2 separate regions of the Anas platyrhynchos genome follow, and region 1 is linked to region 2. A link is a contact called in public Hi-C data. All regions are on one chromosome and are shown on one strand. The core of a region is the stretch at or near the end of the contact, and the rest is flanking DNA. Distances in the headings are between cores, read along the strand shown. Region 1 holds the start of ADM (adrenomedullin). Region 2 overlaps SBF2 (SET binding factor 2).

Region 1 (5,715 bases), core at 976-3,475, 37 kb after region 2:
AGGAGAGTCCAGTCTTGCAGAACTGTGTGGCATTGCCTCAGAATAATACTTTGCCAAAAAAAGTCCACAGAACACTCTGTGTCTTTTTTTTTTTTTTTTTTTTTGGGGGGGGGATGTAAATAGCTATTTACAAAGTAATTTTTATGAAGCAGAACTTGTTACTACCTCATCGCACAAATTCAGTGCCTATTGCTCATTTTCAAGCTGCTTAGGAATGCAAATGCTGAGGAAGAACAAAACAAGCATCTGGACTGAGAATGTGATGTTTTGTGTTAGATTTGAAACCAGCTTTACCTGCTGAAGCCCTTTCACAAATCACGTCAGCAACAAACTGCATCTTGCCTGATCCTTTATGTGCCAAAGTTTGCCTGCACGCAAAGCTGAATGAGCTAATTTTGTGTCACTAAAATGGCCATTGTATTCAGCATGGCACTCACATGTGACTTGTCTTAATATTATTATTACTCCTAAACCAATGTAGGATTCTTTCTGCATTGTTTGCCTAAGAGTATACAAAATGCACTTCCCTTTTGGCCAAGGATTCTAATGAGGGATTTTCCAGCATTTTGGGAAGTGTGGGATTTTTTACTGGAACAAGAGATCTAAATTAAATCAAAGCAATGCCCGGGACACCAAATCCTGCCTTCTCATTCAGAGAAGTTAGATTCAGTTTCAGCTTCTGCTGACCAAGGGAACGTGCGGACTCCCTCCAGCCTGAGCTGCCTCGGGAGCTCTCGGAAGGCCGAGCACGGCCCTCGGGGAGGGCAGCAGGGCTGCGGCTCCGCGGGACCACTCGAGCCGGGGCCGAGGGGACGAGGCAGAGCCCGGGGCTGCCCGGCTCCCGCAGCCGCCTCCCGCCCCGTGCTCCGGCCGGGCAGGTGCGGCGCAGGAGCGAATCCGGGCTTGTCCCGGCGGCCAGCTCACGGCCGGGGAAACGGGGAGGGGGTGCGGGGTGGCCGCCGGCCGTGCGCTGCCCCCTCCGGGGCGGCAGCGGGCAGGGCGAGCCGCTGCCACCGGCTTGCCCCGGTGGCGGGGGGAGCGGAGCCGGGAGCCCCCGGGGGCCCGGCCGCTGCTGGCGAGGGAGGCGGCGGCTGCCCCGGAGTGAGCCGCATGTAGGAAAGTGTCAGTCATCCCCTCGCACATACCTCTGCGGGGTGTAGCAGGGAGCGCGGCTACCTAGCCAGGCAGAGTCACGGGCACGTAGCTCACCTCTCTCTGAAACACCGCTCGCGGCCAGATGCGGGCGAAGCACCCGGCACACGCTGCCCGGGGCCGGCTCCGGCTCCGGCTCCGGCCAGGCGCGGGGCGAGGGGCGCTGCCCCCGAGAGCTCCGCGGGGCCGAAGCGCCACAGGGCGCAGATGATAGGGGCTGCAAAAACAACAGGGTTTGCCTCTGGGCAGCCAGGAGAATGCTGTTAGAGCCCCCGATCCTGCAGGCGTTCGGGCGCTGAGCTAAGGGCAGTCCCGTACACCGGGCTGCGGCACCCGGCGAGCCGCGCACGGCTTCCCTGGAGCACCTCAGGTGCCCCGTGTTGGAGGCACAGGCACCGCTCTCCTCGGCCCAGGGCACACCGAGCGCCCCTACCTTCGCCTTCCAAACCCATTGGAACCGATTGATTTGAAGGGATCAAGTACCTCAAGAACACTTTATTAGATGAAAAATGCACCTACGTTGAGTCACAAATATTAATGACGGCTGATTTGTCACCTCTTCGCTTATGTAAAGAAGGCTGACATTCATTATAGTTACTCATGACAATTCACGTTGTCCAAATATGGGTTTATTTGTGAAACCTTGCTGTTTGATGGATTTGCGTGGATCTTGAAACCGATCGGGTCCGGTTCCTACGCTCCTGCTTCCCCCCACCTGAGGTTAATGTGCCCGAAAGGAGAAATTACGGCACAGACCGTACAAACTTACTTCTGCACTATACGGGCAGTTAAAAACACTGTCCCCAGCAAAACAGAACGAGGGGCTTAGCAGCTTTTGTAAATTATGCCAGGACTCGGATTCCACACCTAAAAGCCGTCGTTATAATTCATGAAGTACCATGGGGGGGGGGGGGGGGGGATGTTGAAGATAATTTACATGAATCCTCCAATTTTTCCCCCACGATGGGTTGCCCCCAGTCCATGCTAGAACGATTAAGCAGTGCCTGGGATGTGGGGGTGGGGGTAAGTGTCAAAGAGAAATCGCCCAGCCAGGCACGCCAAGGTCCACCCACTTCCCCCGCGCTGCGCTATAAAAGGGAGCGGTGGAGCGCAGCTCGGCAGTGGTTGCTCCAGACACACAAAGACAGAGCTCTCGCTCCTCAGGAAACCCTGCGAGTTCGGATCGCTACTGCAAGAACGTTTGTCTCAGTGGATTAGCCTCACTGTCAGGTAAGAAGTTTTTTTTTGTTGTTGTTTTCCTTAAAAAAAAAATAAATATGCAGGGGTGGTGGAGAGGAAGTGGAAATCTGCTAAATCTGGGCTGTTTTGAAGAGCTTGAACTTATGCTGCAGAGCCTTGCACTGGCTCTTGGCATCAGCTGCAGTTTACAACATAAGGTCCAGAATTAGCCACTTCTGCGTGTGAAGTGAGAAGATGAGCTATCGGGGATAAACTTCCAGGCAGCAAAACACTTACTGGAGCTGGGAAGCGATGCATCTGAAAGCCAGCTCCCTCTAAGCTCGTGGGTTTGCTGAATCCTAACGCAAGCCGCTGGGGGTATTCCGGCAATCCTGCTGGTTTTCATCCGCCTCTACAAGTAAAACTCTCGACAAACGTAAACTTTAGAGGCTCTGTTATTTACTCTGCGATAAGTTGCTGAGCAAATACTAGCTTTTGGTTCATGTCGCACACAAAGTTCCCGGTAGCCTGGGGGCTCTCCCGAGGGAAGAGGTTCTCCGAGGCACCGAAAGAAAAAGAGACGGACAGACCTTATTTGGCTTATCTGAGCAAGCATACTTATAAATTCTCTTCTCTATCCACCAGGAGTTCAGCCAGAATGAAACTGGTTCACGTAGCCCTGCTCTATCTCGGCTCTGCGACCTTCTTCGGGGTGGATGCTGCAAGGGTGGACGTAGCGACAGAGTTCAAAAGAAAGTGAGTATGGGAGCGCGCCCAGCCGCCCTTTGGAGCCTCCGCGCCCCAGCGCCGGGCTCCGGCTGCGACCAGAGGGACCGGACTCCCTGCGGGAATTGCACAGGGCCGCGTGCCCTTTCAGGAAGCATCCCCAAAAAAGTCCGAAAAAGCTCAGCGCTGCCAAAGATTATCGCCCCTCGAATCTGTTTGGTTTGGCTCCCGCCCTGCAGGCTTGCACTAACAGGCTCTCCTCTTCCCTTGCGCTCCTTTCAGATGGACGAAATGGGCACTGAGCCGAGCCAAGCGGGACGTGAAGCCCTCGGGCGCGCTCCGAGCGCTGGGAGCAGCCGCGGCCGTGCAGCCGCTCGTGCGGCCCCAGGACGTGAAGGAGGATCCCCGCGTCTCGCATCCCAGGTAACTTCCAGCTCGAAGCCGCCGGGCTCGACGCTTGCCCGAGCCAGCAGCAAGGTTCCGGGTCCCCTCGTTTCCGGGTGTTTCGGCTCCTCGCTGCAGATCCCCGAGCCCCGGAGACAGCTCCTTCAGGGAGCCGCCTCCCTTTCCCCGCGCTCTTCAGCCGGCGGCAGCTAGCCGCGCTTGTACTGCGAAAGCCGAATATAAAATAGTAACTCGAGCTCCGGCTCCCTAGATAAAGCGACAGTCGCAAACCGGCGGGGCCTCTCCCGCCGTGGGCAGCGAGCTCGGGTCGCCCCTCTCCGCCGCTCGGCGGAGGGCAGGGCCGGGGGGGCTGCACGGCGGGGCTCCTGCCCTCTCCTCGGGCCCCCCCGCGCCGCCCTCACGCCTGCTCTCTCTTCCTGCCTCGCAGCAGCCGGGAGGATGCTCACATCCGCGTCAAGCGCTACCGCCAGAGCATTAACAGCTTCCCCCACTTCCAAGCCATCCGCACGGGGTGCCGCTTCGGGACGTGCACGGTGCAGAAGCTGGCCCACCAGATCTACCAGCTGACCGACAAGGATAAGGACGGCGCCGCCCCCGTCAGCAAGATCAGCCCCCAGGGCTACGGCCGCAGGCGGCGCTCCCTGCGCTTCCCCCGGACTCTGCGGGCGCTGCCCCGCGCCCCCGCGCCGGGGCTGTGAGCGCCTCGGCTGCACTCAGGCACGGACACTCCGGGGGCCCGCGGAGCACTCGCGGAGAGCCCCCGCTCGGGCGGGACCCCGGCGCGCCCTCCCGGGGCCGGGGGCGGCGAGGAGCGGCGGGACGCGCCGCCGAGGGAGCTGCGAGGCCCCGCCGCTGCCGCCTGGGACTGGACGGCGGCCGCGCTCGCCGCCGGGGCCAAGACCGGGACCGGGCCCGGGCCTTCGTCGCCGGGAGGCTGCGCCCCAACGGCTCCGGCAGCCCCGAGGAGGGGAGCTGGGGGAGCCCGGCGGCCGGCCCCCGCCTGCTCTACCCTCTGCGCTATCTGCACCCGGCAGGGAATCGGACACTCACTAGTCCCTGCGGGGACTGCGATATACTTGAACGTCACAGAGAGGAAAAGTGCAATTGTACGTGGTTTTTGTTAATTATGTGCGGTGCGGTGTGTGTGGATCATGAGATACGTATCGGTATTTAAGATTGTCCTGTGTCATGTCCTGTTTGTATCTTTTTTGGAAAATATATTTTATTTTTATACGTTTTATATATATATATATTGCATATGGGCATTTTAAAACATTGTATCCCCTCTATTTTTCATATCGTGAATGTCAGACGTTGTTAAACTCTTTTTCCATACCTTTTTTATCTCGCATTCCAGACTGGTGAAAGATGTAGAGAATGTATCAGCTGTTCTCCATGGGTAATATGTGAAATAAAGTAAACACTATTACGTAAAGCTTTTCTGTTGTTTTTAGTAGGGGCAGGTGGTCAAGACGAACGAACTTTTACTTTCGGCAGTCCTACCCTTACTTACCTGGCATGGCAATGCTGTGACAGCCTGGAATGTGGCAGGAGCAGACGTTGTTAGCAGCTGCCTTATCTAGTCAAATCAAACAAGCTCAAAAGCGCGCATGTTAAAATCCCAGGGCAAAGCTGTTGAGAAGGCTCTAAGGCCTCTTCTACCCACACGTCCCAGCCAGGGCTGAAACATGTCACAGCTTGGATTGATCGCGCAAGTTTATTTTTTGCCCTAATTAATCAGAGAAACAACTGCACACTTCAACATTGCACAACAAAGTAACAGATTTATTGAGGGAGCGTGGTCCAAAAATGGTCATAGCAGCTTCCAAGGTTATTTATGTTGAAGGATTTCCTGGGCCACAGTTCAGGTTAAAGTTAAATGGTGACCGATTCAGTGTGGGCAGAACATCTTGGATAAAAGCTTAGCGTTAGCGATTTTGTTGTTTTGTTCTTTTTGTGTTCTTTTTTTTTTTTTTTTTTTTTTTTTAAACAAATTCCAGCCACAGACCAGAAAACAAATGGGAAACTGAGCCTTATTAATGCACCAACAGCACCATCTATCGGTGTCAACTCTTCATCCTTCAACAAAACAAATCTCTGAAAAATTAAACAAGTGTATTTGGGTAACATCTTGGATCAAATGTACCATTTCCCCTATGGCATATATCTCTGAAGACAGTGGACATAGAAGAGGGTAGGGGAACAGAAGCACTAAATACTGCTAGAAGAAATTAAGTGGGTGTATTTTTTTAT
Region 2 (5,070 bases), core at 571-3,070:
AATCCTGTCTGGTTTCAGCGGGCAGGAAGTCAAAGAAGAACAGCTTGTTCACTTCAGAAGAGCTGTGTGAAATAATCTGACGGCCCAAATGCACTGCGGCAAAGGAATAAATGCTTTTGCTGAAATCAGATGCGTGCTTAAGATACTCGGTTCTGAACCTGGAACTTCTATATCAAGTGCCAATCCATATGAAAAAGGATTAAAACTTTTCCTAAAAACCCATTGGGCACCATTTACCCCAAATTCTCTATTTACCCTGTGAACAATAAAACAACAGAATTTGGAGGCTTTCAGGGACGGGGTGTACTGGGTCTGGTGGGGATAGAGTTAATTTCCTTCACAGCAGCTCACATAGTGCTATGTTTTAGAGTTGTGACTAAAACTGTGTTGATACACACCAATGTTTTAGCTATTGCTTCAGTGTGTCAAGGCCTCCTGTGCTTCTCTTCTGCCCCCAAAGTGAATAAGGCTACGGGTGGACAAGAGGTTGGGAGGCAACACAGCTGGGACAGCTGACCCAATTGACCAAAGAAATATTCCAGTACCATATAAAACATCACACTCAGCAATAAAACTGGGCGAGTTTTTACCAAGCAGACATTGCTCAGAGACAGGCTGCGCTTCAGTCTGCTGGTGGGAGGTGGTGACTGATTACTTTTGCATCAGTTGTTTTTTTCCTTCACTTATTGAAATGTCTTTGTCTTAAGCAACCATTTTCTCTCAGTTTTGCCCTTCTGATTCTCTCCTCCATCCTACTGGATGGAGTGGATAGGTGAGCAAGCAGCTGGGTAGGGGGGGCTCATCTGCTGGCCAGGGCAAACTTACCACATAGACAATTCAAAGAGGTTAATCTGATTTTCTTTACGTGCAATGGCATCCAAGCTGCAGACAGATGATAAAACATGACCAAAAAGCATGGTTCCATTCCCACACTGAAGGGCATCCTCAATTTATTTCAGCAGGTTTCATCATCCTTTCCGAGAAGATAATAGTTCCAACAGAGACCATGTTCTGGGAAGGTTCTGAGGTACTACTTTCATGAAGGCGAGGAATTTTCTCTGGAAGAGATGAACCTGCTTAGAACAGAATAAGCCTACGGTATTTTTTCTGTGATAGCGTACTGTAACCAGCCCAGACTGACCAAATGCCTGCACTGTAGCCACAGATAACAGCTCTTGTGGAGGCAAACCTAGAACCCAAAGATAAGGAAGATGACTGCTACCGCCACAACTCTGGCACCTTACCTTCATTTTCCTGGCACAAGTAGCCATACTGTCCAAGGGCCAAGGTCTTAAAGACAGCACTACAAGCATGTCTTAGCTTTATCTTCCTGGATTTTACTGAATGAGCCAGTGCTGAACAGGTTGACAAATTTATGATGTAGACAGAAAGGTAATATCCTCAAGATGGACTTTTTAGGATGGATACACCTGATCAGCTTGCTGACAAAAACTTGCCTGGCACCAAAGTTGTGCTAAATGGTCTGACTGTAAGTGACATCACATTGTGGCAGACACAGGCCCTCAGATCCAGGGAGACATTCAGTGCCTTGTCAAAAAGACAATTTGCAATTTGAAAATCTTGTGGGTTTTTTGATTGTTTGTTTTTGATAAATAATGTTTGGTAGATCATCTTAACATTTCATGGTAAGTGGGATACAACATATGTGGAGTACAAGATGGAGACAGTTCTCAAGTTGCAAAAGAAGAAGTCGGGAAGCCAGAATATTCTTGGATAAAGAACAAATACAGAACTTTTTCTGCCACTTTGAAAAGAAAACAATTCACAGCTATGGAACACTCCATCTCCCCAAGGAAGAGACGTGCCAGATGCATTCCAGCTAACGCGTCCATGTGTTTTCTCATTCTCCACGCGCAGAGCATGAATGTTCCATCTACAGAACCAGTAAAAGGAAAATATTCCCCACTCTCAAATGTTCAACTGTAAACAGCGTGTTCACATTCACGTGGGCTACAAATTCAAATACAGAACTACAAATTCTGTAGTACTTCAAACGAAAAATGCATTACAGAAGAAATACTGTTAAGGGGCCCAGGGAGCCTTCCTTCTGTTTATACTACAATTCTGTAGAAAATCCTATCGACCACACTTCCATAAGGATATTTTAACCCTCTGGAATAGAGGACAAAAGGGTACAACCAGGGACAATTGTTCTGTACTGATGTTCTCTGTTCCCGTATGTTCTTATTTTTGAACCATACAAGAATTTCAGTAGTGGAACATAACCAGATGTATCAGAGAAAGTCTTTTAATTCTGGCACATTCAGGCAAAGTCTGCTTTAAATGACTAAACATGACTAAACCTTAAATATTTAATTTGGGAGAGCTGCCTACCTACCCATGACATGTTGCAGTCACTCAGAGAGAACACTAAAAAACAGCCTAGGAAAGAATCCAAAGCCAACAACACTCCACTCCTACCTCCCAAAAAAAAAATAAATGAAAATTGCATCCAAAGTTCCAAAAGGAAAAATCATGGAACAGGAGTACTACAGTGGAAAGACTATTGTAAAATTCTTCCAGAAATAAGTATCACCTGTATATAAAGAACACTGGTGTAGGATTAAAATCATCTGTGCATTAAGCTCGATGCTGTTAGTTCAAATGTGCTGGTGGAAAAAAAAAAAAGTGATATAAATGATTAATAGTTAGGAAAGCCGAGGACTTGCTTCACTTCTGCGTATAATCCATGTGTACATATTTCAAAAGACTGTGCAAAAGAAGGCCTATTAAAACTGTGCTCCCTACCTATCTACAAGCAAACATTCACATTTACATACAGAGCTACTGCACTACAATCCCATCTACTGGCTAGGACTCTAGCATGCCTTCTGTCTAATCTGTATACCATTTATGAGTGTCCAAATGGGATATCATCAGCAATAATTGGAATTCATTGGATTCTGCATATACCACAATCATAAGACTCAAATGGAAATGTTAAGAAAGTATTCAGAACCTTAACACAGCACCACATACGTTAAGTTTTATTCATCTGTTTTTATTCAGATGAGTACCACCAAACTGAACCTCCACTGTAAGTCTTAATTAGAAATGGCACCTTTTTGTTTTAAAATGCAAAAAACAAAATTGGAGCAAATGATTATGGCTTAAGATTTCTTTGTTTCCTAGATTCCAGACCTGGAATGTTATCACTGAAGACCCCCAGGGGCTACAGGCACCACCTTCTTTAACACACAATCTCCAAAAGAAAATGCTCTGCTAGTAGTACCCAGCCTTGCCACTACACGCAAAATGATATTAAAGTGCAAATGCCCCACAAACTTTGCAATCCTGTGGGACCTGCATGTGTAATACAGTCTGAATGTCAAATTGCCAAATTGCTTCCACCTGTTCTTAAATGCATCCTTCCAGATCGCCACAGCTACAAAGAGGAAAGAATTTCTCTGCGTGCCGGAAGTGACACATCAAAAAGACACCCCAAACTATTCCGAGATATCCTTCCTTATGCGTGTTGTCACCTTAATTAAGTACAGATTTTTTTTAAACTCCAGGGGTATCTGAAACCTACCAAATGTTCTGACAAAGATGCCTAGCATGTCATGCTGACTTGAAACAAGACATTCATTAGCTTTACTTTTATAAGACCAAAACTCTGTCTTTTGGGATGAATTTTGACCCAAATTAGACCCGTGAAATGAGTGTCGATCAGTGCACACTGGACCCCAGGTAACTGCTCAATGCCTTTTGTAGAACACACAGCCTTTCCAAATCCTGGCACTGAGCTCCCCATCACCTGCAGCATGAGAGAAAAGGAACGTGCCCCAGCTCTGAGGAAGAATACGCTCTTTGGAGCCAGCTAAAGGCTGCTCAATCAAATATTTGCCAGGAGCAGCTGATAATATCATAAAAGCACCTATAACATTCTACAGATGAGAGATAACAACTTTAATGGTATTTTAATTTTCATGATTGACACGCTGATTTCCACCAGAGACACATGCTTACTGAATTAGCTGCAGCCTTCTGTATGAGCACCTGAGCACCAAAAGTAGCTGAATAACTAAATACATTTTGCAACACCGCTAGCTAGGACAAATACCTAAAAACGACAGAATAGATACTTGCCATTTCAAATTAATATATAGTAATTCTTTTACATAAGTAGATTTTTATAACAGAACTTGATGCCAGTTAAGCTTTATTTGTCAAACTGATAGATGATACTCGCTGAAGTAAACGTTACTTTTCCCACAGAGGTCTGCATTTTAAGTACTCTTTGTCCCGTACAATGTCATCCAAGTCCCAGTTGTTCTCATTGCATATTTATAGTCTCACTGAAATGCATTTTCAAATACTCTTTCTAAACTGTTTTTCTATTTGTTACCCAAAACAGGAGCTCTTAAAGATGCTGTTGTACCATTTAATGCAAAACCCAACGACTGTTTTTCTAGGACACCCTTCTAATCCCTTCCTTAGTGTCTCAAAGACTATCCTCAGACCAACTAATTCCTAGAGTAGGAATTGTCAGAGTATTTTGCATACCCTAATATACATCTTTACACAGAATTTTCACTTTTCAAACTTTTCAATACTATTTTTCCTCATTTCAATTATATGTGCAATATTTTATTAAATGGGAAATTATGTCTTTTTCAACAACAACAAAAAAATCAACAAAAAAACTCTAATTCTTGCCTGCGTCTGATGAAACATTGACTAGAGTTATCACCTAGATACTAATTGACTAGAATTACACCTGAAATGTTAACATGCCTAGCATTTATTTTTCTTGTACTGCTACTAATACAGCTGCAGGTACATTTTCTACTACTTGTGACCAAAGAATGTGAAAAAGTATAACAGAAGTTCCTGACACTGCAAGATTGGCCTACCACTTCAAATGTAAGAAACTATGCCACCATCAAAAGTAGCATGGCAATTTGATGTGTTTTTTATTTACCTTCAGGTTAATATACATAGCATGTTTGAAATCTTTCTCCCCACTCCATAACTAACCCTGAGCTGCTTCAGGAGGCAGGGGAACCCATACTAAGTGGTAAATGTGTTACAGAGGAGCATTAAGGT

What was found. A called contact is a pair of places that touch in the nucleus more often than the background predicts.
Region 1: a Hi-C map of small yellow follicle shows a contact between it and region 2, with 2.4 times the contacts expected there. The contact joins the promoter of ADM here to the enhancer-like site in region 2. A contact is called at or near these places in 3 of 8 Hi-C or Micro-C datasets (liver, skeletal muscle and small yellow follicle).

The regions. Positions count from the first base shown.
Region 1 is chr5:63,534,086-63,539,800 of IASCAAS_PekinDuck_T2T, forward strand. It overlaps ADM (adrenomedullin), which reads left to right and starts at 2,226. Exons shown (of 4, transcript XM_027461895.3): 1 at 2,226-2,382; 2 at 2,977-3,087; 3 at 3,340-3,480; 4 at 3,890-4,897. The coding sequence starts at 2,990. The coding sequence ends at 4,160.
Region 2 is chr5:63,497,816-63,502,885 of IASCAAS_PekinDuck_T2T, forward strand. All of the region lies in intron 1 of SBF2 (SET binding factor 2), which reads right to left. Among named protein-coding and RNA genes, the nearest start is that of SBF2, 31 kb to the right of the region's middle. Within about 2 kb of position 1,821, at least 2 of the 8 cell types and tissues checked have an H3K27ac peak or open chromatin away from gene starts, as enhancers often do. A contact at or near this core is called in small yellow follicle, where this site is marked.